Regions from separate parts of the Zea mays genome. Here all the other regions are linked to region 4. The links are chromatin contacts, called in public Hi-C maps. All regions are on one chromosome and are shown on one strand. Each heading gives the region's core, a stretch centred on a gene start, on an enhancer-like site or on the middle of the called end of the contact. The rest is flanking DNA. Distances are from core to core; before and after follow the strand shown.

Evidence for each region. A called contact is a pair of places that touch in the nucleus more often than the background predicts.
Region 1: a contact with region 4 is called in a Hi-C map of leaf, with 6 times the contacts expected there. The contact joins the promoter of LOC100278711 here to the promoter of LOC103654243 in region 4. A contact is called at or near these places in 7 of 25 Hi-C or Micro-C datasets (bundle sheath, ear, leaf and 2 more).
Region 2: a Hi-C map of leaf shows a contact between it and region 4, with 5 times the contacts expected there. The contact joins the promoter of LOC100283062 here to the promoter of LOC103654243 in region 4. A contact is called at or near these places in 5 of 25 Hi-C or Micro-C datasets (bundle sheath, ear and leaf).
Region 3: a Hi-C map of ear shows a contact between it and region 4, with 2.5 times the contacts expected there. The contact joins the promoter of LOC100285680 here to the promoter of LOC103654243 in region 4. A contact is called at or near these places in 5 of 25 Hi-C or Micro-C datasets (ear, leaf, seedling and 1 more).

The regions. Positions count from the first base shown.
Region 1 is chr4:185,221,306-185,228,128 of Zm-B73-REFERENCE-NAM-5.0, reverse strand. It overlaps LOC100278711 (EPIDERMAL PATTERNING FACTOR-like protein 1), which reads right to left and starts at 3,499. Exons shown (of 2, transcript NM_001151897.2): 1 at 3,067-3,499; 2 at 2,410-2,934. The coding sequence starts at 3,171. The coding sequence ends at 2,698.
Region 2 is chr4:185,183,291-185,190,301 of Zm-B73-REFERENCE-NAM-5.0, reverse strand. LOC100283062 (phi-1-like phosphate-induced protein) reads left to right here and starts at 4,113. Exons shown (of 1, transcript NM_001155964.2): 1 at 4,113-5,299. The coding sequence starts at 4,206. The coding sequence ends at 5,153. It overlaps TRNAY-GUA (transfer RNA tyrosine (anticodon GUA)), which reads left to right and starts at 6,636; the gene lies at 6,636-6,721.
Region 3 is chr4:185,150,338-185,157,264 of Zm-B73-REFERENCE-NAM-5.0, reverse strand. It overlaps LOC100285680 (ubiquitin-protein ligase), which reads left to right and starts at 5,520. Exons shown (of 3, transcript NM_001158571.1): 1 at 5,520-6,234; 2 at 6,699-6,927. The coding sequence starts at 6,726.
Region 4 is chr4:185,376,845-185,383,190 of Zm-B73-REFERENCE-NAM-5.0, reverse strand. It overlaps LOC103654243 (7-deoxyloganetin glucosyltransferase), which reads right to left and starts at 4,895. Exons shown (of 4, transcript XM_008681073.4): 1 at 4,035-4,895; 2 at 2,948-3,905; 3 at 2,183-2,855; 4 at 1,577-1,937. The coding sequence starts at 4,563. The coding sequence ends at 2,959. LOC100381763 reads left to right here. Exons shown (of 6, transcript NM_001174565.1): 4 at 1,263-1,296; 5 at 1,631-1,889; 6 at 2,202-2,563. The coding sequence ends at 2,305.

The DNA.
Region 1 (6,823 bases), core at 2,250-4,749, 150 kb after region 4:
GAGCCAGATGGGACGTCGGTCTTGTTCCCCGTAGCCTGAGTCAGCTTGGGGTAGGGTAATGATGGTGCCTCCTGTTGACGTGGTCGGTCCGTGCCCTGGGTTGGGCGATGTGGAGGCTCCTCCGAGGTCGAGGTCGAGTCTGTCTTCCGAGGCCGAGGTCGAGTCCGAGCCCCTGGGTCGGGCGAGGCGGAGACCGTCGGCTGAGGCCAGGGCTGAGTCCGAGCCCTGGGGTCGGGCGAAGCGGAGTTCGTCGTCTTCCGGGGCTGAGCCTGAGTCCGAGCCCTGGGGTCGGGCGGAGCGGAGTTCTTCGTCTTCCGGGGCTGAGCCCGAGTCCGAGCCCTGGGTCGGGCGGAGCGGAGTTCGCCGTCTTCCGGGGCTGAGCCCGAGTCCGAGCCCTGGGTCGGGCGGAGCGGAGTTCGCCGTCTTCCGGGGCTGAGCCCGAGTCCGAGCCCTAGGTCGGGCGGAGCGGAGTTCGCCGTCTTCCGAGGCTGAGCCCGAGTCCGAGCCCTGGGTCGGGCGAAGCGGAGTTTCCTATGGAGCCTGAGGCCGGGCCTGGCTGCCTGTCAGCCTCACTCTGTCGAGTGGCACAACAGTCGGAGCGGCGCAGGCGGCGCTGTCCTTCTGTCAGGCCGGTCAGTGGAGCGGCGAAGTGACTGCGGTCACTTCGGCTCTGTCGACTGAAGGGCGCGCGTCAGGATAAAGGTGTCAGGCCACCTTTGCATTAAATGCCCCTGCGATTTGGTCGGTTGGCGTGGCGATTTGGCCAGGGTTGCTTCTTGGCGAAGACTGGGCCTCGGGCGAGCCGGAAGTATGTTCGTCGCTGGAGGGGGGCCTCGGGCGAGACGTAGATCCTCCGGGGTCGGCTGCCCTTGCCCGAGGCTGGGCTCGGGCGAGGCGTGATCGAGTCCCTCGAATGGACAGATCCCTGACTTAGTCGCACCCATCAGGCCTTTGCAGCTTTGTGCTGATGGGGGTTACCAGCTGAGAATTATGAGTCTTGAAGGTACCCCTAATTATGGTCCCCGACAATTAGAATTATGCTTTTTTAAACAATGCTTGTATGTTGTTGGATGACTGCTGCTGCTAATTAAGGCAGCTTTTTATAAGTTCTCATATTATTTCTTCATTTCTCTAGATATGGGTTCTTGGGAGGAGCAAGCTCATCAAACCTATCTTTTTTATTTCTCTGGACATGGGAGGAGCAAGCTCATCAAACTATATTCAGCAACCTTCACTATTTCTTTTCTTATTACATGTAGAGTACTCAGTGGATGCAATACATGGTTTGAAAATAAAGCAATATGTGAGCTCACAATTGGAAACTATGTGTATCTTGCAAAAAGGAGATAAAGTCATAATTTATTCTAATGCCAAAACGATTTGTATTCCATATTCTCCGGAGTGAAGGTTCTTTGTGAAGCATATGGGAAAAAAAGGCTTGTATTCATTTTATTTTGACATGATATCTACCTGGATGTGTGAATGGATATGAATTTTTTCCCATAATTTTGAGCTTTATGAGGACATTTAAATGTGTAAATGGATATGAAGTTTTCCATTAATTTGAGCTTTATGAGGCTATTTGAATGTGTGAACGGATATGAAGTTTTCCATTGTTTTGAGGTTTATGAGGCTATTTTATATTTGCCGTTGTATTATTGTGAGCATTATTTTGAGCTTTATGAGGCTGTTTTTACAATCCTTGCATACAAATTAGGCTATTGGGGTTTGCACGGGATGGGACACTGGCCCCCTGTTTCCAAACGGAATAGGGGTAAATTCTCCTTCAGAGCTGGTTCGGTTCTATTCCAGTCCATATAGATTGAGAGAGATTGAGGGGGTTTGAATCTTAAATTTTTTCTCAATTTGTATCAATCTTTTTCGATACATATGGATTAAAATAATCGAACAAGGTCCTAGGGCTTTTACCCATTGGAAAATGAATGTGAGGTATAAAATCCCCGGCCGGAGTTTTCTCCCTGTGCTATAATAACCACGGCTGCCAAACTAGTACACAAAACACATGGGCTCCTCTCCCTCCTCACTGTCCCGTACGGACGACGGGCTGGGCGCGAGGAAGACATCTCACTACACAAAACACATGGCGAAGCATCAGAGCCGTACGAAGGCGGCCATGGCCACACAGCCCACAATAACTACGCAGCAGTGTCAGATTAAAAATCGCATCATCAGGGTGGGGTGGGGGCTCTCCCTCGGCGTGTGTCCCGCGCGGCCACACGTCACGCAAGGTTACAAGACGCAAGAAGCCGGCGGATCAGCGGCACTGCGATCCAGCGGTAGATTCATCAGGCTAGCAGAACCGTCAGGCGAGTCACATGCTGCCGCGCAGGCCTGCCTTCAGTCTGTCATGACCAGAGACGGAGAGAGAGAGAGCACTGGCCAATCAGCGGTCGGTAACCACTACAACTTTTACTGCTCACGGTCACGGTTACTCTTTACACGCGAGTAAATTGTTTCAGCAGAGAGCAAAAAAAAAATGGCTACGGCTACGGGCGGTACAAGCTGCAAGCTCGAACTAGTAGAGAATAGAGAGAGAAATAATAAGCTTGTGAAGCAAGCCGCCATGGCCCATGGGCATGCAAAAACCAAGAACAGATGACACCAAGAACCTGGATGGCCTCCAGTCTCCCCCACCCTACCGGACCGGAGCAGAGTGCACTGGCGTTGCACGCTCGGCTAGGGGTCGTACAGGCGGCCGTCGCAGCCGCATTTCCACCCCAGCGGCTTGTAGTCGGAGTAGCGGGAGAAGCCGGCCACCGCGTCGGCGTCGGCGTCGGTGACGCGGGCCGCGCGCCCGAGCCCCGCGGGCGCGGTCGTCACCTGCACGGGCATGCAGGGGTTGCAGGCGCTGCACCGGTTGCGGCAGATCGGCGGCGTCGACCCCAGCCGCGACTTGTCCTCCGCCAGGTTCTCCTGCGCCTCACAGAAACGCAACGCACTGTCAGTCTCAGATGAGTCCGAGACGCACTTACGCGGCACAGGATCGGGAGTCATCAGGAGGGAAACACGAAAGCGACGTCGTGTTGGGTGGCGATGGTCTCGTACCTGAGAAGGGGAAAACGTCGCGGTGCGGATGCTGGTGGCGGCGCCGAGGAGGAGGCAGAGGGACACGGCCGCGACGAGCGCTCGGCGAGGTGAGATCACGGCCATGAGACCATCTCCTCTTCTTACAGCCAGGAAGGAAGGATGGATGGATGGATGTCTCTGGGCCCGCAGCAGGTCGATCGAGGGCAAGGGGAAGCAGGGAAGCTTGCTGGACTGGACCAAGATTATTGAAGAAAGCTACCTAGCTTCTGCGCCGTGTAGATTCTCCCAAAAACTAAAACCTAGTATAAAAGACAGATGCTATATATGTGGATCCTCGGCCTCGAGCTTCCGAGGTGGCTATGGAGATGCGCAACTGCGAAAGGGAAGCAGGTCACAGTGGCCTATATGAAGGGAGGTTGCAAAAGGGAGCAGAGGAACGAGACGATGACATGGACAATTCTAGTATATGTATGTGTATATATATACAAACGTGGGGGACGGACGCCACGGCCGGTAAGGACAGGACCGGTGGCCACGCTTGGTTTGGTTTTAACACGGCCTTGTCCTTGTGCCCTTGCCCAGTTGCCCTCCATACCAGTGGCGCGCGTTCTACTGCGCCCGCCATCTCTACAATCGAGGTGCGAATTGAAAGGAGAAGGTTGGATTGGATGGCGCCACGACACAACAGTCGCTATCGTTCTGGGGACATGGCCGGGCTCTACACTTTGACCGTCTGTCGTGTCACAATGAATGAACGAATGGAATCATCAGCTATGTTTCACAGAAATATATATAATTCTGAAACAGTTGCTATAGTAGGGTAGATTCAAATTTAACTAAACAGTTAACATCATGAGATGTATTTTTATAATATATTTGCATTAACGTCATAAACATTGATATTTTAATATTGTTGGGTTTAGGCATTTATAGTAAAAATTTAATAAAAAACAATGTAGTGTATGGGATGAGATATATATGCGTGTGTACGATTACTCGCATAAACAGTAAATAACAATAAAATATGTACAAATATAAAGACATCTTGTGTGTATGTAGTCATACAAAGTCGATGCACGAATATGCATGTCGTATAGTCCCTCGAACGGCCACCGGAAGACGAACAGCAGCACGCGTCGCCCAGATAAGACGAAAAAGAACAAGATGTAGACGAAGCAACGCTGTGTCGAACGGATTACGCGAGCAGTCGCGAGTACGCTCCCCAAAAATCTGATATCGCTCGCACACTTGTGCACGTGTATCTCTGCGGATGGCGATTTCGGAGGCCTGCTCTCCCACTCTTTATATGTTCGCAGAAAGTGGGACGGGGACGTGTTGTTTGCAACGTGTGTGAGAGATCGCACATAATTGAAAAAGAGTCCTCCCTCTCCATTTTTATAGGCAGTCAGAAGGACAACAGGTAGGAACGGTTGTGTCATTAGAACTACAAACCGACGAGTACTTGACGTCCATTACCAGCCCAAAAATACGCAGCCATTTGAAAAAAAAATTATTTGGACTAAGATCCGATCTACCACAAGCCACGGCCAGACTCACGTGGCGACAGCGGCGCGCGCACGTGGCAGTCCTTAATCATTTTTCTCAACTTCTCAATAGATATACTAATGATCTATGTATTTAAGTTGATTGATTTGTCCCTTGAATTTCCAATATAGTGCTAATTTATTAGTAAACTATAGTATTTAAAGTAATCATTAGTATTAACTATCATTGTATTTTAATTAAGCCAAACGTACATTTATCGAACACCAAAAACGGAAAGGTAAAGACTAGGAGCACGAGACAACGGGCAGTAACTATAGCTTCTCGTTATAGTTTTTCAAACGGAGGTAGTGTAAACAATTGCGCATTAAAATCGGGGATGCCTGAGAATCGGGGATGTAGCGGGTGATGGGCTGCTGCTGATGAAGGACCCCGCACCGTACGAAGCTGATGAGTGCTAACGCTGGCTGCTGTCCTACCAGCTAAGCTATAAACAGTAGCTGAGGCAAAGCTCGGATCTGCATGGCTGGATGGTCCAATCCCTGAATCCTCCTCCCAGCAGAGACGAGGTAGACCGGCGACCTTTCGTCTGACTGGTGACCCATCCTTCAGCGCAGCAGCAGCAGCAGGAGCAGCTTCCAGCCGAACAATGAAGGGCTCCGTACGGTCGATAATTCAAGCAACGAGCATGAGCGGTGTGCTGGGCAGGCAGCAAGAGGACACAGTCGAAACGACTACTCTACTCACGTGTGTCAATCGACCAGTCAAACATTCGTGGCCTTGTTCCGCGTGTAGGTCAGCCAGCCAGTAGCATGGCATGGGATCCCGGTGGCAGTATGTAGTCGATCGAGCGCAGACCGCAGGGTGAAAAAGACGGCAGGCAATAACGATTCACCAACGAATACGGCAACTCTGTTGCAGCCAGCCATGGAGACGTCTCAGATCTCCCTTGGTCATTCATACAGTACGGACTAGTGTCTTTTCACTTCTCTCGGTCTCGGTCGGTGTTCATGCCAGGGCGCCAGGCTTCACGCATCAGCAGCGACAGGTCAAAGAAAAGAAGCCAGCACACAGTCGACGACGCCGAGAAAAGACCAAGAACACCACGCCAAGGCCTTACGGTTACGGCCTTCAAGCTGCGGCTGCAAGAGTGTCCAGTCCGGTGATGCTCACTGTTCATTGTTCATTGAATTCGACCCGTTCCGGCGTTTCCGGCGGGGGCAGCGGATTCATCAATTCGCCCGCCGTGGCGGAATCTGTTGTCCGTGCGCGTACGCGGCTACGCTACGCGCCTACGCTACGCCTGCGTCCTGCGACCGCCATCTCCAGCTGCACGGCTCACGGTCCGATACGAGACGAGAGCGATAGAGGGAAAGGCAAATAGGCAATAGGCAAGCAAAGCAAAGCGTTGCTGATTGCAAGATGGCAGTACTAGAATGGATGGGACGCTTCGACTGCAGCTGCTGAGACGCGAGCACGCGGCGCCTCTCGGTCCGGGATTGCCCCAGCGAGTGCGAGACGCTTGCTGTGGAAAGCTGCGCTGGCGCTGAGCAAGGATACTGCACAATCTTCAGCTTTCTATCGACTGGTCGTCGTCTATCGATCGAGCTTTACTACACAACATGATCGTGCTATACTACTCTCGATGCTCGAAGCCTCCTGCATCGCTCTCCATCGTTGACTGCGACTGGCTGCCAGGGGCCAGGGGAAGCGTCAAAGAACCACGGGCAATATGACTGGTACGAGTCATCATGAACAAAAGTTTTTCTTTTTTTCTTTTTTGCAAAAATATTACGCCGCTTTCTCATATCATGACCATCCAAAGAATTCCGTGCTTCTGAGCTTAATAATAAGAAACCGAAAACGTTTTCGAATATATCCATATGATGTCGATGAAGCGATTGTCGTATCAATCATATGAGAAAATAATTAACTACGAGGGACTCTTCTATAGCCCATAGTGCGTCATCTTCAGTTAGGTCATTTTGTTCTTCAAAGTGTTTTTTTTTCTTTTACCTTAACGCATTCTAGGAATAATGGCTCTATGTCCATCTCTTATGCTTTTTTTTTTGCAATATTGATGTTGTGGTTGAAGCCTTCATATCCATACTTTATAAAATAGGAAATGGCCCCTTTAGTTCGTTGAAACAAAGCATCTATGCGCACAGTCTAAGATTACAGTTTTTTACTCACCGTATTTATAGAAAAATAGACTAACATGCAAAATAGTTGTACCGCATAAAAAATAACTCAAAATTCTCAAGTGCAGTTA
Region 2 (7,011 bases), core at 2,864-5,363, 190 kb after region 4:
GGCATGGTGGAATGCCGTGTTGGCGTCTCCCTCACGGATAGCCCGTTGCTTCCCACGCTGCTTCCACTATGCAGCCATTTCCTTGATGTGTTGTTGTAGCCTGTTCCGACAGAGCTCCCGAACCTGCATTTCAGCATCTGACAACCATCTCTCTTCCTCAAGGAAGTCAAACATTAGGATTATGAATTTGCAATTTGGCAGAATCTGAGGGGGCGCCCTGTTACGCCTGGCCCAAACCTTTACCGCAGATCTGGTGCTCTTGAGGCAGCTAGCAAGGCGTCCGGCAGCGACCGTAGAACCGGAGAGGCAACGCCAGGCCGGGAGGATGGAAGGGAGGAAGCCTGGTTTCTTGAGCCAGGCATTTTCGAATCTGAAGGAGTTGGACTTTGGGACTGTGGTGGACATGGTTGCGATGATGGGTTTGTGATCAGAAGTGATTCTGACAGATGAGGTTAGTAGGGCTGAGGGGAAGACATTGTTGAAGGTTGCATTTGTGAAGGCACGGTCGAGTCTGGCAAGGATAGGTGAGCGACGTTTATTTGACCAGGTGTAGAGACAGTCTAACAGAGGAAGTTCAGCAAGACTAAGGTTGTGGATCACGTCATTAAACTGATTGCAGAGGAGCTGGTTCACAGTGCCAGTGTTCTTATCTTTGGCATCGCGGATGAGGTTAAAATCCCCAACAATGAGCCAAGGCCCAGAGATGCTGGCACCAATTTCCAGCAGGATGTCAAGGAAGGCTGGGGTGTCTCTGTGGTCGGATGGGGCGTAGACGTTTGTGATGTGGATGTCAGAGTTCGAAGCGAGCAGACGGAGATGCACAGTTAGAGCGTGATGATGAACAGCATAGGAGGTGAGATGGAGGACGTCGGGGTTCCAGGCAGTAATTACCCCACCTCGCGTCCCAGCAGCAGGGATGTGCATGAATTTGACAGCAAGGCGTGTGGGGAGGAAAGAGTGTGCTTTAAAAGTTGTGATATCGTGGAGTTTGGATTCCTGGATGCAAGCTACATTTGGGGCAATAGACGCAATGGATTCACGAACAAGATTACATTTTTCCGAGTCGCCAAGACCACGAACATTCCACGACATTACAACGAGATTCTTGAGATTACACATAGGGGGGACTAACAAACACCATGAACACAAGGCTAGAGAGGGAATAGAGGTGGACCAGACCATAGACTAGACTGATGAGAACAGAACTAGATAGAGCAGAATAAGTAACTAGGACACAGACCCAAGATAGCCACGGGGTGCAGACCGACCAGCTCACTGCACCTTGAACACCACAGCTGTTGTTCATCATTCTTTGGCGAGCGGCACCACGCCAACAGTATTGGCAGTAGAACATCCCAGGCCTGCTGCACGGACTAGTTTGCGCAGCGCAGGGATCGGGATCGGCGCAATGGATCGACTGAGCAGCCCTTTTTTCTGAACTTCCTGTTTAACAGCAGCAGAGCAACCGTGGAGTGATTCCTTCAATTCTTTGAGTCTAGTAGCCTTCATTGAAGCATGGGCAAAATTGCCGTCTTCTTTCGCAGCAAGCCTGGAGCTCTTGCGGCGGATGGTGGTGATAACACTGGCACGGGGTGGACGACCAATGCGCACCAAACGGGGGGCAGAGGAGGCTATAGGCGAGTTAGTGGGGGTGTTGCAGGGTTTGACGGCCGAGCTATTCGAAGGGACAGGTTTGCTGCGGTCAGGCACATTTTTGGCATTGCATGGCATTGGGGATTGGGTGTTTGCTGGAGCGGTTGTAAGTCGGGCGAGGACAGCAGACATGCCAATGGTTGGAGTGAGAGCGAGCTACTCTGTACCTGAAATCAGCTTAAATTGCTGCTAGACTGTCCTTGACATTAGGACGATGCCGTGCCGGTACGGCATCCGTAGTAATGGCTGTTAAGGGGGAAAAAAACCATTACTACTAGCTACTTATACTGCTCGATTCATGTTCGTCGTGAATCAAATACGTGCTCTACTAGTACGGACGCGGATTCAGTAGTAACTTTTCAATTTGAAGCCACGTCGTAACTTTACCTCTGTCATCCACCCTCCAGTCAAGATCGAACGGTGGAGGAGATCGAGTGACGCCTCCCTGAAGGCCTGAACAAGAGATCGCGTTTGCTTGAGATCGTCCTCGTACACGCTGTCAGTGTCTGTATCCGCTCTCAGTCTATTCTCGCGCGCGCGCGTGTTTGAGTTCGTTCCCGTGGTTTCTCGTCAAGTTCATTCATCATCGCATCCAGGGAAGAGGGACTCCCCGCGCCGAGTTCCTCCTGGCACGCCTGATGTGCGTACTGCTCTCATCCTCCTCGCTGTGGTTGGATCCTTGCACCGCGCTCCCACGCCTCCTCCACCAAGCTATTCATGCTCTAACAAGCAATGGCAGTCACAGGCAAGCGAACACACGACGATCGCCCATAACGTGCCAATTGCCATGGATACTAGATCAACTATATCAAACATACATACGAGATATCTTATTTGAATGGAGTCACTAGTGTTTTAAACATTGGTCCCTCACTGTTACTTTTTTTTTGGTGCATGTTATTCTACTTTTTAGTGATGATACGAGTAGTTATGTACACATGCACATATCTGTCATCACAATTATCTAGTTATATTTCTACATTAAATTAGATAAGAAAATGTCTAAATTCCTAACAGCGGGCGCGTACGTCCTCATGTTTGTTGTGGTCCGCTGACATGCGGGCATTCGCTTTACGCCAACCGCCGTACGCTGACGAGCCTCGTCAGAGATCTCTATCTCATGCGATCCGATCGGCTCCGATCATGCGAGTGCGTCGTCTTCCCCGATTGGATTGGGAAAAGTGACGGGTTTCGCTAACCCCCACTGTGATCGTCTGTCAGCTCACGGTCTAGCATGCTGCATGCGATCCATATGTCAGTTATGTACGATACAAAGACGATGATGCAGTTGGTGCTCGCCTACTACTGGGATCGTAGCTGTGATGGTAGTACGATCTGACGGACCACTTTGTTCTAGCGTTGGCTTGGCCATGGAGATCTGGGATCGACGGGGTCCCAACTCCCGTCCCAAGTTTTGCCGTGTGTTGGGAAATAACATGGCAGGATGCCAGGATCACACGTTCCGATATAGGACATGATCATCCACCCATGGACTCCTCGCTCAGTCGCTTCCATTTTCCCTGCCATCGGGGGGTAATGACTGGTAGGTAGGCCAACCTGTCAGCCACTTCAACCCCCAATACGGCAATACCCATGCATGCAGGCCAGCACCAGCCTGGCTGGCAAGTTACGTGGATGAGGAATGGCCTAACCCTGATGCCACCGGCGACGGTGAGGCCTGTGATTGGATTAGTGAATCGTACTGACAAAGTGAACACCAACTGTTGGATAGTACCTGGGTATGCCTGCTGCTGCTGCTCCTCTGTTCACAGCTTGTAGTAAGTGGAAAACGGGCCCATAAACCAGTGAACCCAACGTTCGAAATCCACACAGGCGGTCCCGGCCCACCACCCCTCCCAACGTTCGGCTGCCTAAAATTTCAAGCGCCTCGAGAAGCCAACGTGCTTTTTACCCACTCCAGCAGTCCCCACTTTGCCCGTCCCCCACACAATCCCCAACTTGCCCCTACATTCCGCCGGGCTGCACCAAGTGCCGGGGTAAAGTGGTAAAATGGCAACCCAACTACAGCTGGGAGCTGGCAGGGTACGCAAAACCAGCTGTCAGTGACCGTTCGGGCAGCCTGTCTGTTTGTATCGCTTTTGCCCTCCACCTCTACAAAAAAGAACTGTTTTCAGCTTCTCATACTAAATTATTTCGAATAAAGCAGTTTATTTTGAAAACAACTATTTTCACTTACTCCCACAGACACAATTTCTGAGGTAAAATTAAATAAATCTTAAAATACTTATCGAATATTTATAGCTCTATCCGTAAAACTGTTTTTGAGTCAAACCAACGAAAAAAAGCTGACCGTACCCAACAGGCACTTGCTTTTGGTCCAGAAAGTGCCCCCTCGTCATACGTCACGCGCCGCGCCGCAGCCCTCACACTTCACTCACACACTTCGCCGGCTATAAATAAAGTACCCCCGCTCATCCTCATCCATAGCAAATCCTCGACACCGAGCAAGAAGCCAGGAACCAGCTCAAAGTTATTCGTCCAAGAACCCCACCCCACTCCCCGAATAGAAATTTCGTCTTGGAGAGCCACCAATGGCTTGTTCCACTGCATCTTTAGCGGCGACGCTGCTGGCGTTCGCGCTGATGTTCCAGGCCTGCGTCGCGGGGAGGCGGAGGCTCACCGCGCTCGTGCAGGAGCCGGCCATCACCATGAAGTACCACAAGGCCGCGCTCCTGTCGGGCCCCATCGCCGTCAACTTCATCTGGTACGGCGACTTCACGGCGCCACAGCGGGCGGTGATCACCGACTTCGTCTCGTCGCTGTCCGCGGCCCCGCGGGCGGCGGCGCAGTCGCAGCCGGAGCCGTCCGTGTCCACGTGGTTCAAGACGGCGCGCAAGTACTACGACACCTCCAAGGCGCGTTTCCCGGCGCTGCGCCTCGGCTCCCACGCCGTCGACCGGAACTGCTCCCTCGGCAGGCGGCTCACGGAGCGGGACCTCCTCAGGCTCGCCGCCAGGGGGGCACCGAGCCGCGCCATCAACCTGGTGCTCACGGCCGCCGACGTGGCCGTGGACGGGTTCTGCGCGTCCCGTTGCGGCACGCACGGCGCGTCCCCGCGGTCCCGCGCCGGCCGGTTCGCGTACGTGTGGGTGGGCAACCCGGCGTCGCAGTGCCCCGGACAGTGCGCGTGGCCGTTCCACCAGCCCGTCTACGGCCCGCAGGCGCCGCCGCTCACGCCCCCCAACGCCGACGTCGGGGTCGACGGCATGGTGATCTCGCTGGCGTCCATGATCGTCGGCACCGTCACCAACCCGTTCGGCAACGGGTTCTACCAGGAGGGCTCGGCCGACGCGCCGCTCGAGGCCGCCACGGCGTGCGCCGGCGTGTACGGCAAGGGCGCGTACCCCGGCTACGCGGGGGCGCTGCTGGTGGACCCGGCCAGCGGCGCCAGCTTCAATGCCAACGGGGCCCACGGGAGAAAGTACCTGGTCCCGGCGCTCGTGGATCCGGACACGTCGTCGTGTGCCACCTTGGGGTAGATTTCGCGGATCGTAAATTAGTGTTTGCGATGTGGCGGTGGTAGTGCTGTGGAGAGTGTTCCACGCGGCTAAAAGTTTGTGCTAAAGTAGTACTGACCAGGTTGCATTATTTCATTTGTTCAATGAAAATGAAGTATTTTCACGCACATACTACTCTTATGCATGTCGATTCTGCCTGCAATTTACTCGGTTTCCCAAAAGTTTTTGCCAGCTTGGTATGAATCATGACTATGACGTGAATCATGTGCTTTTACATTCGTGCAGATGGGAAGAAAAGATAGTATAAAGCCTATAGTAGATAATAAGACTTGGTTAGAAAAATATGCTTATACGGCCATGGTAAGTGCGAAATTCGCGAGCATGTTCCGTCAAGTCACCATGTGCGAGCAGCAGAAAACAGCACATCGAATGATCGAAAGATGCTCCGAGCCGTGCAGTAAAACGTAAAACACTTGCAATCCGAGGGCAGGCAAAGCGGAAAATGCGTACACTTCATGGGCCACCCAAGAGTTGCGTCGGGCCACAATGTGACCCAGTTCCAAACAGCCCAGAAAAGTAATTCTGAAGGTTTGACCAGTGTGGACCATCCAATCCAATGAAAGCCTCCGATCTGTTTATCCTTTGACCCGCGATTAGCACCATTGGCAAATGTTATAATCTTTTGGGACAACAACGGAACAACCAGTAAAGTCGAACTCTCGTAGTAACAAGGACCATAGCATTGAATCTAACAACGTAAAACTCCCTATGTCTAGAAAATAGACACATCACATACTTTTAAAACAATGTATTTTAAGTTTTACTGAGTAATTTTATACAAAAAATAGTACCAATGTTTATATTTTTTATATAGATTTCCTATAAAAATGTAAGATAAAAATATCAGTGCTTTTCTTTCCAAATAGATTTTCTACAAAAAAAGATATAGTTTATTCTATGATCCATCTAATGTTTACCCTAAACCGTAATACATTTTCATATAAGTTTGGTTGAAACCGAATTCTTGGAAAAACGCCACATACACTCCTTTTGGCATGGGAGAAGAGAATAATGTACTAGCATCCTTATTACACATAAGACTGGTTTTAGTGAAGATATAGTCTTAGTGAGAAGTTTAATGGCATTGCTTTCAACAATTTTTTTTTGCATATGTCATACAGAACGAAATAAAGCATTGCTTAAAATACTCACTTTCAATGAAAAGTTTTTCAGTCTATAGTTTGATAATCATAGATAGTTGGTAATCGTGCTAAGGGAATTTCATCCGGATAAAATTAACTTTCTTGTTTCTCTTCTTAAATCCATGTGTCAGTCTATCAAATCAAATAGATACGAATTACTTTCAAGGAACAAAACAATAAGGAAACTTAACCCAACGGCCTCCTCAGGCCACTTCGTCTGTGACTGCTTTTCTATGCTTTGGATATATATCATTAGGTAAACTATAGTTTATATAAATACTATGTATGTTATAAAACAAAACCGACCTTAGCTCAGTTGGTAGAGCGGAGGACTGTAGATTGTGCAGAATAATCCTTAGGTCGCTGGTTCGAATCCGGCAGGTCGGATTTTTTAATCAGTTTTTTGTCACATGACCTTTGTGTCGGATTGCCAGAGTTATCGGTTGTTGAAATGACAGGATCGCATTCGCAATTCTAAAGATGTGATACGAGGCACTATACTTGACATTTGCTAAACTGAAGAATTTTGTGGTTAATAACGTTGTAATGTCACTTTCACAATAACTGTTAATTGTTCGAATCATATTCATTTTTCTCGGGTCCAACTGAAAGCATAGCACAAATACTAGCAGCAAAGTTGCCAATTGTCATACCTCCACTCTCTGTAGTATGTTTCA
Region 3 (6,927 bases), core at 4,271-6,770, 230 kb after region 4:
TTCATAGTTGCATGTCCTACTTGCAGCAGCTTTTGAATAGTTTACTGTATATAAACTTTGCACAACCAGCAACGGCCGGCCCACAGAGGTTTGTCTCTCGAAAAGTCTTGCGACCGCTACGATGAGCACTCCGCGCGGTCGGCAACTGCATGCAACCATTTTTTACTCGCCCTCGCCCGTGCCGATCGATCTGCCCGCTCGTCCATCCAATGCTTTGCCGCGTGATCGCACAGTGTAAAGCCGCATCGCTTCCCCGCTTGTCTCATCTGCGAGACAAGAGGGGGCCGCGCCGCGCTCCGGCCGGATTCCCTTCCGCGCGCATGTGAGCCAGAGCCAGGCGAGCTGAGCTGATCTCGCTGCCGCTTACCGGATTCGATCACCGTAGCACGTACGCGTGTTTTACAGTGTCTGCTACTGTTCCTCGCTCCATCTTTGCATTGCGCTACAAATTAACCTGGTTCCTGTAACCCTTCCTGTGCGCAGTGCGCGTCCTCCATTCTTCCCCAGAGACCTAGCAGCGTTCCTCCGTTCTGGCAGGAGGAGAAACCTGTTAAAAATGGCGCGTTTCACACAGGGCCGCAATGCAAACGCAAGGCAGAAAAGCAGGTTCGGTTGGTGGTTGCGGCAGTTATCATGTAGTATGCGCTTTGTGTTGTGTTCCTCTCGCGGTTTGCTGTGGGGGCACCGGCCACTCACTCGCTGGGTTGTTTGTTTGGCTTCCAAAAACGTGCAGAAATGTTTAGACTTTAATTCCAGGCTATACAGGTTCAGAAAGCAGCACGAGCAGGCTGCGGCTCTGCGCCGTGCCCAAGTTTGTCAATGTCAAAGGAAGCGGCTGAACTGCAGCTCGGTCCGTGCCCTCTTTTTCTTCAGATGGGCATTTTGGAAAAAAAGCGGAAACGGGGAACTGGAAGCTGGCAGGCAGCGAAGTGGAACGCTGAATTCACACGCCATGTCAAAACTCGTGTGGGTGAACTGGTGATCCATTCCTCGCCTGTGGCCCTGCTGCTGCCTTTCTGAGCTGGGGTTCAATGCACATTTAATAAGTCTCCCCCGCCACTGCACGAGCACGCAGCGCTGCGCACCATGAGAAATTGACAAGGATGATGGCTGGAGAGAGAAGGCTGCACTGCGCTGCACGCTGCAGCAACGGCGGGAGACGCCCACAGTGCCCTGGCGACGCAACCATAAATGAGAGGAGCCACAGGCATCTCTCCTCTTCGCTCTCCCAAGCAGGCAGACGCAGAGGCAGAGCTCGATCCTCGACTGCATGCAGGCCGATCGGGTTCGAGGAGGCAGTAAAACAGTAATAGATCGATCGCGCGGGCAATTAGTGGTAGTGCGGGGCGGAATAGTACCGGGTGATGCACCTGCTGTCTTCTCCGTTTCAGGTAATCATCCAGGTGCTCCTGTAATCACGTACCATCTGAAGCAGGATGATACTGTTGCTAGCTGTTGCCTTCTCTGCCTCTCCTGTTCATGTGTCGGTAATGAGATCACCCTCCTGGTAGTGTAGTGAGCCAATGACGGGTAAAAAATAATGGTTTGTAAAAAAGAACCGTGACAGTTGCCAGACCCTGAGGTGCTTTGTTACAGTATCAGTAGTTGCTTTCATTCGCCGAAAAGGATTTCGAAAAACAAGGAGATTTTATCTCCTCTAATCCCGTCCAGTATCTTTACTTTCAAACAAATCATTTCTTTGTGTTTTATCTGTCAACCTAATGCAAGATTTCCTCCATAGAACGTCTTCTGACACTTACATCAGCAAAATTAAAATCGACGAGAGCCCAATCGACACAAAGAGCGTGTTTTAGGAGCCTTCTATGTCTAGAGATGGCAATAGAGCTCTGGTCTCCGATTCCCCGCGAGAAATTTCTCCATTGGGAGACGAAGATGGAGAAACTTCTTCTCTTATGGGGATCTAAATGGGAATTTTTCTCCTGACGGGTAAACATGGATAGTTTCGTTCCGCGCGGGGACCCGTTAAACTTATATGTGATAATGTTTTGATGTACTAGTTAATGATAAAAATAAATAATTATATTGTTAAAAAATCACGCATTCTACAAATGTGTTCGTTTTGATGTACACATAATGATTTCTTACATCTGACAATATATATAGGGGACAATCGTTTACATTAATAATAAAGGATGTATGTCCTAGTTATAAATTAAGCGGAGAATGAATCACCGTCGGGGATTTATCCTGCGGGAAACGACGATGGGGAAGAAATACCCCACAAACATTTCTAGGGATGCCCATAGGAAAAAATCATCGTAAGGACGGGGATGGGGAGCTATTCCACAATAGGAAATCCCCCATTGCCATCCATACTTAAGCCACGAGGGGACTTGCTATGCTCCAGCTAAGAACCCGTTTGAATACACTAGAGCTAATATTTTAGATCACTAAAATGCTACTAATAAATAACCCGCTAACTACTAGCTAACTTTAGCTGCTAGAACCAACTAATAACTAATGGGTAGTTGAGGGTGTAGCTAATAGTTAGCTATACTATTAGTTAAGAGTGTTTGGATGTCTCAACCAAACGTGGCCAATAGCTAAACTATTAGTTGGATTGTTTGGATGTCTATAGCTAATTTTTGTAGTTAACTATTAGCTCTAGTTTATTCAAACAGGCCCTAAGTCAGGGACGCTCCATACCAGGCGACCAAGACTCGTGGTCCTCCATACCTTCAAGGCTCCCCTAGTATAGTGAGATCTTCTGTAACTTGAGGCCCTCCTAAGTCAGGGGCGCTCCATACCAGGCAACCAGGTTAGGAACAAGCTCACTGATCGACCTAGGTCATTGATCCCTAACGGCTAAGGTATGAAGCTAGATCTCTTAGGCATCCTTCAGCATGCTGTCAGGGCAAAACTGTTAGAATTGATCTTCAACAGTTGGCCCAATGGTGAACTGATCTGATCCTTTAACCTTGTGCTTTGATCGGGGACGTTCAGCCTAAGACGAGGCTAGTGGGCCTCTATTGTGGAGCCCTATAAGACTCTCTTCACCGCTTCCCGCCGGAGCTTCCTCTCCCATACGGTAGAGGCTACAGAAAGACGCTACCTGCCGCAACGCTGCCCCCCTAAAGCACCCCTACGGTGCAGCCGCGCGCTATCGTCTTCTCTCTCCCCCCGAATGCAGCGTGCTCTCCTTTCCTCCCCTATCTATTGTGTTGTAGGCCCACGGTTAATTATTAGTAGATGAAAAATTGATAGAAGGTGAAAAGTAGATATAGAAAATGATATTTTATTGTTGTAGTGGGGTATAGGGGAAGGATTTAGGGAGAACCGCTGTACAGGGTAGAGATATAAGGGGGAAGAGAACACTGACGTGGCACGTGAGTGGGATATAAGGGGAGAAGTTTAGGAAAAAAATTGTGTGCAGCCGGCTGCAAACTTGAATATTTGCAGCCCCTCACAAAAAGGAGGATATATCTCACCTGCAGGTGCATCAAAACAATTAAAACGTTATCTGATAGACCTGCAGGTGGGGTCTATCCTCCTTTTCGTGAGAGGCGCTACAAACATCCTGTTTTGCAGCCGGCTGCATCCAATTTTTTTCCGAAATTTAGAGGTAACCGTTGAACGCAGTCTAAAAAGGAGGTGGAGACTAACGGGTCAAGTTTACAAAGTTTGTTGCGGTCTCGGTTCCCACCTCGAAATCTTAAGGCCCTGTTCGGTTGTTCCGGATTGGAGCCACGGATTAATTCCTAGCCGGATTACTTCTCTAATTTATATAGATTTTGATGAGCTGGAATGAATCCTGGCTTATTCCGGTACAACCGAACGGGCCCTAAATCGATTCTAGGGAGGCTATCAGCAGCAGCAAGTTCACCGCCGGTCACCGACCTCGCTTCCCTAATCGTCGCTGCTGCCTGCCGTAGCGCTTAGCTTCAACGACAAACGAGATGGTGTGAAACGAAGGTTTATAAAGACGACGGGAGAGCAAGACGCTCTCCTTTTATTTATTTTTTCCCGCCGCTGTGCGAACGGCAGATTACATTACACACTTTGAACGCGGTCTGGTTTTCAATATACAGACGTACGTTCAATAATGGAGGCCGCGGGTCAAGGATTCTGCATGGATTGGAGCCCCCAGAACAGTGGCACTTGCAGAATGCATGCCTTCGTGCGAACCCTATTACTAATAAGAAAACTGTCCGGCGACAGGCAGCATGCATGCGTGCACGGCCAGGGTGGGCTACACGAGCTACGGTCAAGCTATACACACTCTTCTCTCAGACAGTCCTAGGTGTTGAAGGAAGGGCAACCGGCCGACACGGGCACGGTGCCACGGGCTTGTCATTCAACGCGACAGGGAAAGGAATCCACACTTGTCCTACCTCGCCATCATGCAGCCGCACGTCCCTGGCAGACACGTTCACATGACTCACGGCTAACGCTAGCTAGTAGGCGTAGTGACGATTGACGAACAAGGTCTGAGAAAGAGAGAGACAGAAATCCACAGAGTCCCCTGCCTCCCTGGCTAGTAGTAGTAGTGCTGGCTTCGAAGCCTTCAGTTGATGTTAAACGGGCCAATGCCCAAAAAAGTTCTGATAAATCATCGATGCAAAAAAAAATACAACTACGTTTGGAGGTGAGTTCTGATTAATAATTTGACCTCGCTGCTGCAGTTCACTCACTGTGACAGCGGAACCGCACGTTGCATCGGCGGCGTCGCGTCGCCGAGAAAGTGCCAACTTCTTAAGTAAAACAGACGGAAGCACCGACTGTGGCGATACAGTGCTCGTCACACACCACCTCCTAACGGCTGAAATGGCGATGCGGCGGAGGCCCAAAGCGTTGGTCCACTGCACACTGACGTGACCTTTGTGCCGCTGTCTTCGGTAATAGTCATTTTGTATTTTTATATTAGCCCCCATGCTCCCGTATATCTATCCTTGACGCCCAGCAGCGTCGGCGTGACAGTTTTTACTATCAACGAAATCTACCTAACCCTGGCGCATCCGCCAGTAGTTTCTCTAGCTTCGCTTCGCAGTAATGCTGAGCCGTGTCGAATCAGTGATGAAATCAGCTTTGGTTCCATAATAATAAAAGTCAACATGACACGACTTTAGAATTCTACTCTAGTTGTGGTAATGGTAACCATTTTCTGTGGATTGATGGGGTTTCTATAATATTTTATTTTTATAGATTAATTAAAGCTGCAGGTCCAGCTCCACTTGCAGTACATCCAACCAGATCCAACAATTTTTTTGTTCAACTGAAAACCTCTCCTGCTGCTGCTGTCTGAATAATGCTTCACATTTTTACCGTCTTCATTGGCTGGTAAATACAGTAAATTCTTGTTTGAATTTATGCGGGAAGAGAGACCCAAAAAAAAAAACAATTCCCAACGTGCCGTGCAATATCTGCGGATTGCAGCTGCATCCACTGCGCGCCGCGCGTTTTTTTTTCTCTCCTCCTCGACAACGAGAAGTCGAGAACACACACGCACATACGGAACGGAAGCTACTAGCCCGCAGCCTTCTTCAGTCTCCCGTCTTCTTCTGGTGCCCAACACATCCTCATTCTCAGGGTCGCCCTCTCGATTCTCCCTCAAGTCCAGTCCAGCCGGATCAGTCCCCTTCCCCTCCTCCACAAGGTGCCGCCTCCCGCAGATCCGAATTGGAATCTGGGCCTTCGTCTCCGCACCACCAATCCGGTAAATATACGCGGGCAATAAAAATCCCTCCCTCCCCCCCGAACCGTAATGATAGATAGCTGCTTGCCTGCTCCGGAGTTTCTTCCGCTGTTCTCTCTCGCGCAAATTTTTATGCTGGGCAAAGACGGTGTTCTTCAGCTTCGACCCCCAAAAAGGGCGAAGCTTTCGCGTCCTTCCCCACACACACAAATTACCTGGGAGCCGTAGCTTCTGTTTGGTGCGGCCACGGGGTGGAAGAAATGGTATGCGGGATGCTCGCCAATTGGCATGCTGCGCTTTCCGTCCCTGCAGCCGCAAGAGGCCTTCTCTTTTAGATCTGTGCCGCGCCTTCCTCTTCCTGGTACCCTGTGATTGGAGCCAGTATTGTTAGCGTTTAATGAAGCTGCTTTTTTCTAGCCGGCTTTTGGATGGTGCTTACTACTACATCGTATCAGTTGCCACCACTCTCGCGTGCTTTTGCCTTCTTTAGGTTTGCTCGCAGGGCACACAAAGCCATTTTTACTGCTGGAAGACTGCCGCTTTTAGTATCTCTGGGCTCTGGCTCTTGAGTGATCTCCAAGGTAAGCTGCCCCCTCCCCCCCCCCCCCCCCCCCCCCCCCCCCCCCCCCCCCCCCCCCCCCGCACTCGCTTGGAAGAAATGGAAATAAATAAAAAAATGCTTTGGCTCTCGGTTGGAGAGGGGCGAGGAATTAGCTTCCCCGCATCCTTCGGTGGTTTCTGATGTCTTGGTTAGAAAATTTTATGAGGTTGCTTGATAAGAATCGCATTTTCCTTCTATCTGATCTCTCAAAATGTTCGCTTATCTCTTGTTTTTGCTTGCCTCAGTCTACTTGCAAGATCTGTGTTCAGTTGACTTGAGTTCTTCTCAGCTTCTTTGATGTGAGGAGATTGGCGCACGAAATCACGTAGCAGTAGCTCTTATTCCCCACTCGCGTTTTAACCTGAGCTGCGGCAGTTGGCATTCTTCATTCAGTCGTAATGGATGGGATAGCTCGTAATAAGGGCGGTGCTTCGCCTGGTACAGGAAAGGGAAGGGAAGGGAAGGGAAGTGATGGGGGAGTGCGAGGACGGCAAGGAGTACAGGTGCTGGGAGGAGCTGCTGCCGGACGCGCTGGGGCTCATCTTCCGCAACCTGCCGCTCCAGGAGGTGCTCACCGTCCTGCCGCGGGTGTGCAAGTCCTGGGGGCGGGTGGTCGCCGGCCCCTACTGCTGGCAGGAGATCGACATCGAGGAGTGGAGCCAGCAGCAAAGCA
Region 4 (6,346 bases), core at 3,646-6,145:
GTCATTATTCACAGCAATTAATGTTATTTAGTCCGATTTAGTCACTGAAACCAAACAGGGTATTTTAACGACTAAACTTTAGTCACTAAAATTAGACCCTGTTTGGTTCCTTTAGTCACTGGACTAAATTTTAGTAACTAAAGTTTAGTCACTAAAGTAACCCGTTTGGTTTCAGTGACTAAACCGAACTAAAGAGCATTAATTACGGTGAATAATGACTGTTTTACCCCTATTAATTAATGGATGTTTGCTATAAGAAGAAAATGGAGAGGGTAAATAAGGTAAAAATACTACTTTAGTCTCTTTTAGTCACCTCCTTGGTGACTAAAGAACTAAAGTTTAGTCACCCCATTTTAGTCACCATGTTTGCTTCTTTAGTGACTAAAAGTGACTAAACTTTAGTCACTAAACTTTAGGACACGTTTGGTTAGGGGTGACTAAAGTTTAGTGACTAAATTTTAGTCACTTTTAGTCCCTAAAAAAGCAAACATGATGACTAAAATGGGAAGGCCTAAATTTTAGTTCTTTAGTCCCTAAATTACTAAATATAGAAATTAAAACTCTATTTTAGTTTTCCTATTTAACAATTTATGAATTAAAATGGAATAAAGTGGAGGGACTAAAGTTTAGTCCCTATAAACTAAACACCCCCTAAAGTAGTATTTTTACCTTATTTAGCCTCTCAACTTTCTTCTTATAGCAAACATCCATTAATTAATAGGGGTAAAACAGTCATTATTCACAGCAATTAATGCTATTTAGTCCGGTTTAGTCACTGGAACCAAACAGGATACTTTAGCGCCTAAACTTTAGTCACTAAAATTTAGTCTAGTGACTAAAGAAACCAAACAGAGCCTTAGTTACCCCAAACCAAACGGGGCCTTAGTCTAGTGTTTGGTTTGATGTCAAAGTTGGATGAGTCGAGGGCGACACCGTCCCTTCAATTTTATGGGATCACACCGCCCCCAAAAATCACTTCGGGGTTTACCTCGCTCCTGCTTGACTCTCAACCAAACACTGTAGAAAACGTGGCCGCCTCATTCCATCTCTCCTCGTATATTCAACCAAACGCACCCTAAAGGAACCAAACAGGGTCTTATTTTAGCTCGACATATAATAGTGCCTGAGACAATCTGTAGGCTTTACAAGCAATGATAGCTGGTAGATATGTCCCTGGGAGTGAAAGACGATGTGCCTCAGGTTCAGTGCAATAACTATCATTCTTTTATAAGGCACTGAAGATGTTCTGCAATCTTTTGCAGGTACTGGTACCCACCTGATTATTCATACCAACAGGCAAGCAATTCAGTCTCCATTTGATCTCTCGTGCCATTCAATGTCATTTCTGTTGTTTTTACAGTAACTGGCAGTACTGTATGAATTATTTGGCTAAATCACACTGTTTGCTTGCGATGATCTGAAGCTCTGAATTCAGTATTGAAACGAAACTTCTCATCTTTGAATACAAAGTATTTTTGACTAATAAAACCTGGCGATGTCTGCATGGCAGGGCCTTTTGTTTATTGGCCATCATGCGTTTTGTACCAGAACGAGACACCAGAACAAACTAGCAATCTAACCGAAACCATGAAACCTGAAAATTGATGAGCAGCCATTGTACAATTCTCAGGTGCTACAACATTACTACCCTCAGATGTATGGTCCAGCCTCTCATTCAGTACCACCCTACCAATACATGGGGTATATGCCTAGTGGCCCAAGTCCAAGTGCTGGATTCTCACCGATGCAGCAACCCATGCGACCAGCGTTCTTTCAGCAGCCAACGGCACAGATGGATGGTTCTTTCCCACCAGGGCATTCGCTTCCGCCTAATTTCAGACTCCAGCTGCCCTCTCATGCAGTCTCAAAGGAATCTGACGATGCATCTGGTACGCTACTGTAATCCTTTCGGTTAACGTGGTGTTTGTTGCTGAAACCTGCAAAACAAACACATTTTGGTTCAATAGTTTTAATGTTGCAAGATACCTGTTACTATAAAATCTTTGTATCGTAAAACTGTCATTTCTGGGTGTATCTAACATAAGTTAACTACAGAAAAGTACTGTAAACAATCACTTTGTTTTCAATAAACTGATATCTTACCGCTGGCATGTCTTAGCAGGCTATCAGTCAGAAAAGTACTGTAAACAATCACTTTGTTTTCAATAAACTGATATCTTACCGCTGGCATATCTTAGCAGGCTATCAGTCAGCTCAGCCAACTTCAACTCCAGATACAATCGCAAACAACCAGGAAGATTCGAGGCCTGTAGTGTCAGATTCAGATACAAACACACCAAATTGACTTTCTAAAAATCCTGGCAACACGATCTGATGTCAATCTGATGCAGACTATTGGTGGTCTGTAACAGAGTCCTCATGATACTCTCACATCTTGACTGAAAAAGTTTCCCAAATATTTGTTCTTTCATTATTTCTAATTCCTTTTCTAATTCTTGCACTGCATTTCTTCACCGAATCCATTGTATCGCTGACTGAACTTCAAGTTCAAACTTCAGTAATTCGCTAGCATAAGTTCCGGTGGCATGTTAGTGTTCAAAGTACTACCGTGCTGTTAGTTCGTGTCTCAAATATGCAGTACAGTTTTTCATTGAGGAGCCACCCAGTTTTATTGCAGCAAGAACATTTTTTCTCTTCGATGTAGAGACGGCACCAATTTCAACTGCTGTTCTATTGCTCACAGAATCATAAAATGGTTCGCAGTTCGCTCTGTAGCATGGCAGGTGAAGCCACAGCTGACAGGCCTACCTGAAAATACTGACAGCAAGCTTGCATCTTCACTCTGAATTCTGAAATTGTCATGTTCATGCGACACCATATTTTCTACTGTGAAGCTGACCGTCATGAAAGAAACAAATTCAGTATTTATACTTATATATTACAAATTTGCTGGTAACATTATACTTCGGTTTTCATATGCACGTACTGTTCATATTATTAGCCTGCAGCTGTAGGAACGTTTCCTTCAAGCAGGAACTCGACCAAACGATCAATGCTGACGCTCGAGGTCCCGCCGCTTTCTGTTGCTGCCACGGCCTTCTCCTTCCACACTGTTGCCTTCGCCTTCATGTCTTTGCCTTTCTCGCCGTCCATGGCTTCTTCTATGAGCCGTGCCACCTCGTCCCTCGTGACATTGTTGTCGATCTCCAGTCCAATGCCCCAGTTCGCGCAGGCATATCGGCAGTTGGTCGTCTGCTCTGCGAAGAACGGCCAGCAGATCATCGGCACGCCGGCGCGTATGCTCTCCAGCGTAGAGTTCCACCCAGAGTGCGTCAGGAACAGCCCGGTGGACGGATGCGACAGGACCTGTTCCTGCGGGCACCAGCTGAGGAAGAGCCCTCTCTCTCTCGTCTCCGCGTAGAACTCCTCCGGCAGCATAGCCTTCTCGCCCGTGACGAGGTCCGGCCTGATGACCCACAGGAACGGCCTGCCGCAGTTCGCCAGCCCCCACGCGAACTCGGCGAGCTGAGCCGGCGTCATGACCGTGATGCTGCCGAAGTTGACGTACACGACCGAGCCGGGCCCCTGGGCATCCAGCCACCCGAGGCAGCTCGGGTCCTCCTTCCAGAGGTTCCCGCAGATCGCGGACGCGTCGGGACGGACCATGTCTCTGGCGAACGTGAGAAGCGGGCCGATGGTGTAGACGCGAGGGAAGACGCCGCGCAGCGCGCCCACGACGTCCTGCTCCAGCGCGTCGAACGTGTTGACGATGATCCCCTGCGCGCGGCGCGCGTTCTGGGCCTCCCCGCTGTCGAAGTGGACCATGAACTCGTCCGGGTCCGTCGTGCGGATGAAGCTGGGCATGTCTCGCAGACGGATGCCCCGCATCCCGGGCACCCAGTCGAGCACCGTGTCCAGGTACCCGTTGGTCAGGTAGCTCTCATCTGCAGCATGCGCAAGCGCAACGCAAACAGTACGTGTACATGTGAGCAACGCTGTTGCATAGAGCAACGAGTGGGCGCTTGATCGTCGACAGCTATAGCTATAAATGCTGCGGGTTGGCCGTACCGTACCTTTCAGTGGCACGTAGCCTCTGTCCATGAGCTCCTTGAAGTGGAGGTACCCCATGAAGCCACACGCGCTCATGGTGCAGAACACGACTGCCAGGATGCCCATCTCGCTGGCCACCCTCTGCGCGAAGCTCATGAAGTTGTCCAGTACGACGCAGGTGACAGGAGGACGGCCCGGCATGCCGTTGAGCCTCGCCAGGAGGTCACGGAACGGCGCGGCGCCGCTCCGGGAGAGCGACTCGCAGAGCGCGGGGATGTCCTGCGTGACGTCGTCGTCGCTGCCGGACGGAGGCAGGCCGTCGGGGATGGTCTCGAACCGGAAGTCGTCGAGGCCCGCCAGCGAGTCCGCGCCGCGGGACCGGAGCAGGCGGCGGTGGTTGTACTCGGAGTTGACGTAGGTGACGAAGAAGCCCCTCGAGTGCAGCACCTTGGCCAGCTGCAGCAGCGGCGTGACGTGGCCCTGCGCCGGGTACGGGATGAGCACCGCGTGGGGGCGCGCGTTCGAGCCCATCATCGAGGTTTTCCCTTGCATGTTGGATGACGCCGCAGATGATGGGCGTTCTGGGAGGGATATTTAACCGTCGGAGAGATGTGGCGATGGTCACCATGAATCTGTTACGGCATGTCGGTATAGTAGTAGGGCATATATGGCGAGAAGGACGGACATCACGAGCGAAGCAGACAGAAACTGAGAAAAGCCAAGGCGCTTGCGATCAAGGAGAGACGACGCAATCGATACGGCTCTTTGGATCATTGCTCATCACCACCTCATGTTTTTTTTTTGTTTTTTGTTTGGAAAGCTCGTTACACTTCTGCTCCAACACATCACGTAACAAGGCTATCTGATTTCAGATAGTGCCGGACAGAGATGAACATGCGCATGGTTGCCGTCGCGCCGAGACGTGGCTCGGAGAGCCGCGACAGAGCAGACGCTGACGCTTACAGCGATGGCTGGGTTTTATTGTCCCTGCGCTGGGCATTGATTGGAGCAGACACGGTCCACGGCAGTCGGCGGCATTGCGCCGGCGTCGACCAGCGCGAGTCCTGGCGCGGCCAACATCCATGGAGTCTTCATCAGTAAGCTAGGGTGTGGCCGTGTGGGAGAGTAGAAACTTGCCATTGGTGCATCGTCCACAATAGGTCAGCAGCTAGGGAACGCCAATGGCTTGCGACATTATTAAGGGAATTATTAAGGGGGTGTTTGGTTTGTAGGGACTAATGTTTAGGCCCTGTTTGGTTTCTTTAGTCACTCGACTAAATTTTAGTGACTAAAGTTTAGTTGCTAAAGTATCCTGTTTGATTCCAGTGACTAAACCGAACTAAAGAGCATTAATTGCTGTGAATAATGACTGTTTTACCCCTATTAATTAATAGATGTTTACTATAAGAAGAAAATTGAGAGGGCAAATAAGGTAAAAATACTACTTTAGTCCCTTTTAGTCACCCCTTGGTGACTAAAGAACTAAAGTTTAGTCATCCCATTTTAGTCACCATGTTTGCTTCTTTAGGGACTAAAAGTGACTAAAATTTAGTCACTAAACTTTAGTTACCCCTAACCAAACGGGGCCTTAGTCCCATTATTGTATTCCACTTTAGACTATAAATTGCCAAATTTAGAAACTAGAATAGAATTTTAGTTTCTATATTTAGCAATTTTGCAACTAAATGGAATAAAATGTAGGGACTAAAAATTAGTCCCTAGAAACCAAACACCCCCTAATTTAGAGGGACAAATGAACTATGCTACCCACAAACACACCACCAGATTTTTTTGGTGACGCTGACCATCGATCCCCACTTGCATTATACTTCTGTGTTAGTTTATGAGTGAGCGAGATGCGGAAGAGGTTGTAACAACTGATAATTATTATTTTGGCAGGCAGTGATGGATGTAGCAATTTCTCTAAATTAACTTTCTAAATTTAGCAATTTCTCATCTAACCCTATTTTCTCTCTACATTTGGCAACCATTTAGCAACTCCTAAACAAAAATGTTGACTGTATCATATAGGTAATGAAAGTGATTGTTGACATTTGTGACCTATCTTATTTATGTGCATAGATACAAAACAAAACTACAACCTATATTTAGAGAACTATTGGAGAACTCACATTTTTTACTCCAAAAGTTATTTAACAACTTTTTAAATCTGTAATTTAGGGAGCTAAAATTTACATAACCATTGAGGAAGATGAGCATTATTACTGAACTAGAGACACAAATTTCTGTATTAATTGTCTGTGTATACCATTTCCCCATTGTATGGCTATATGAATAATTATAAATTGTTGTTATGCTAATACATGTTAAATTT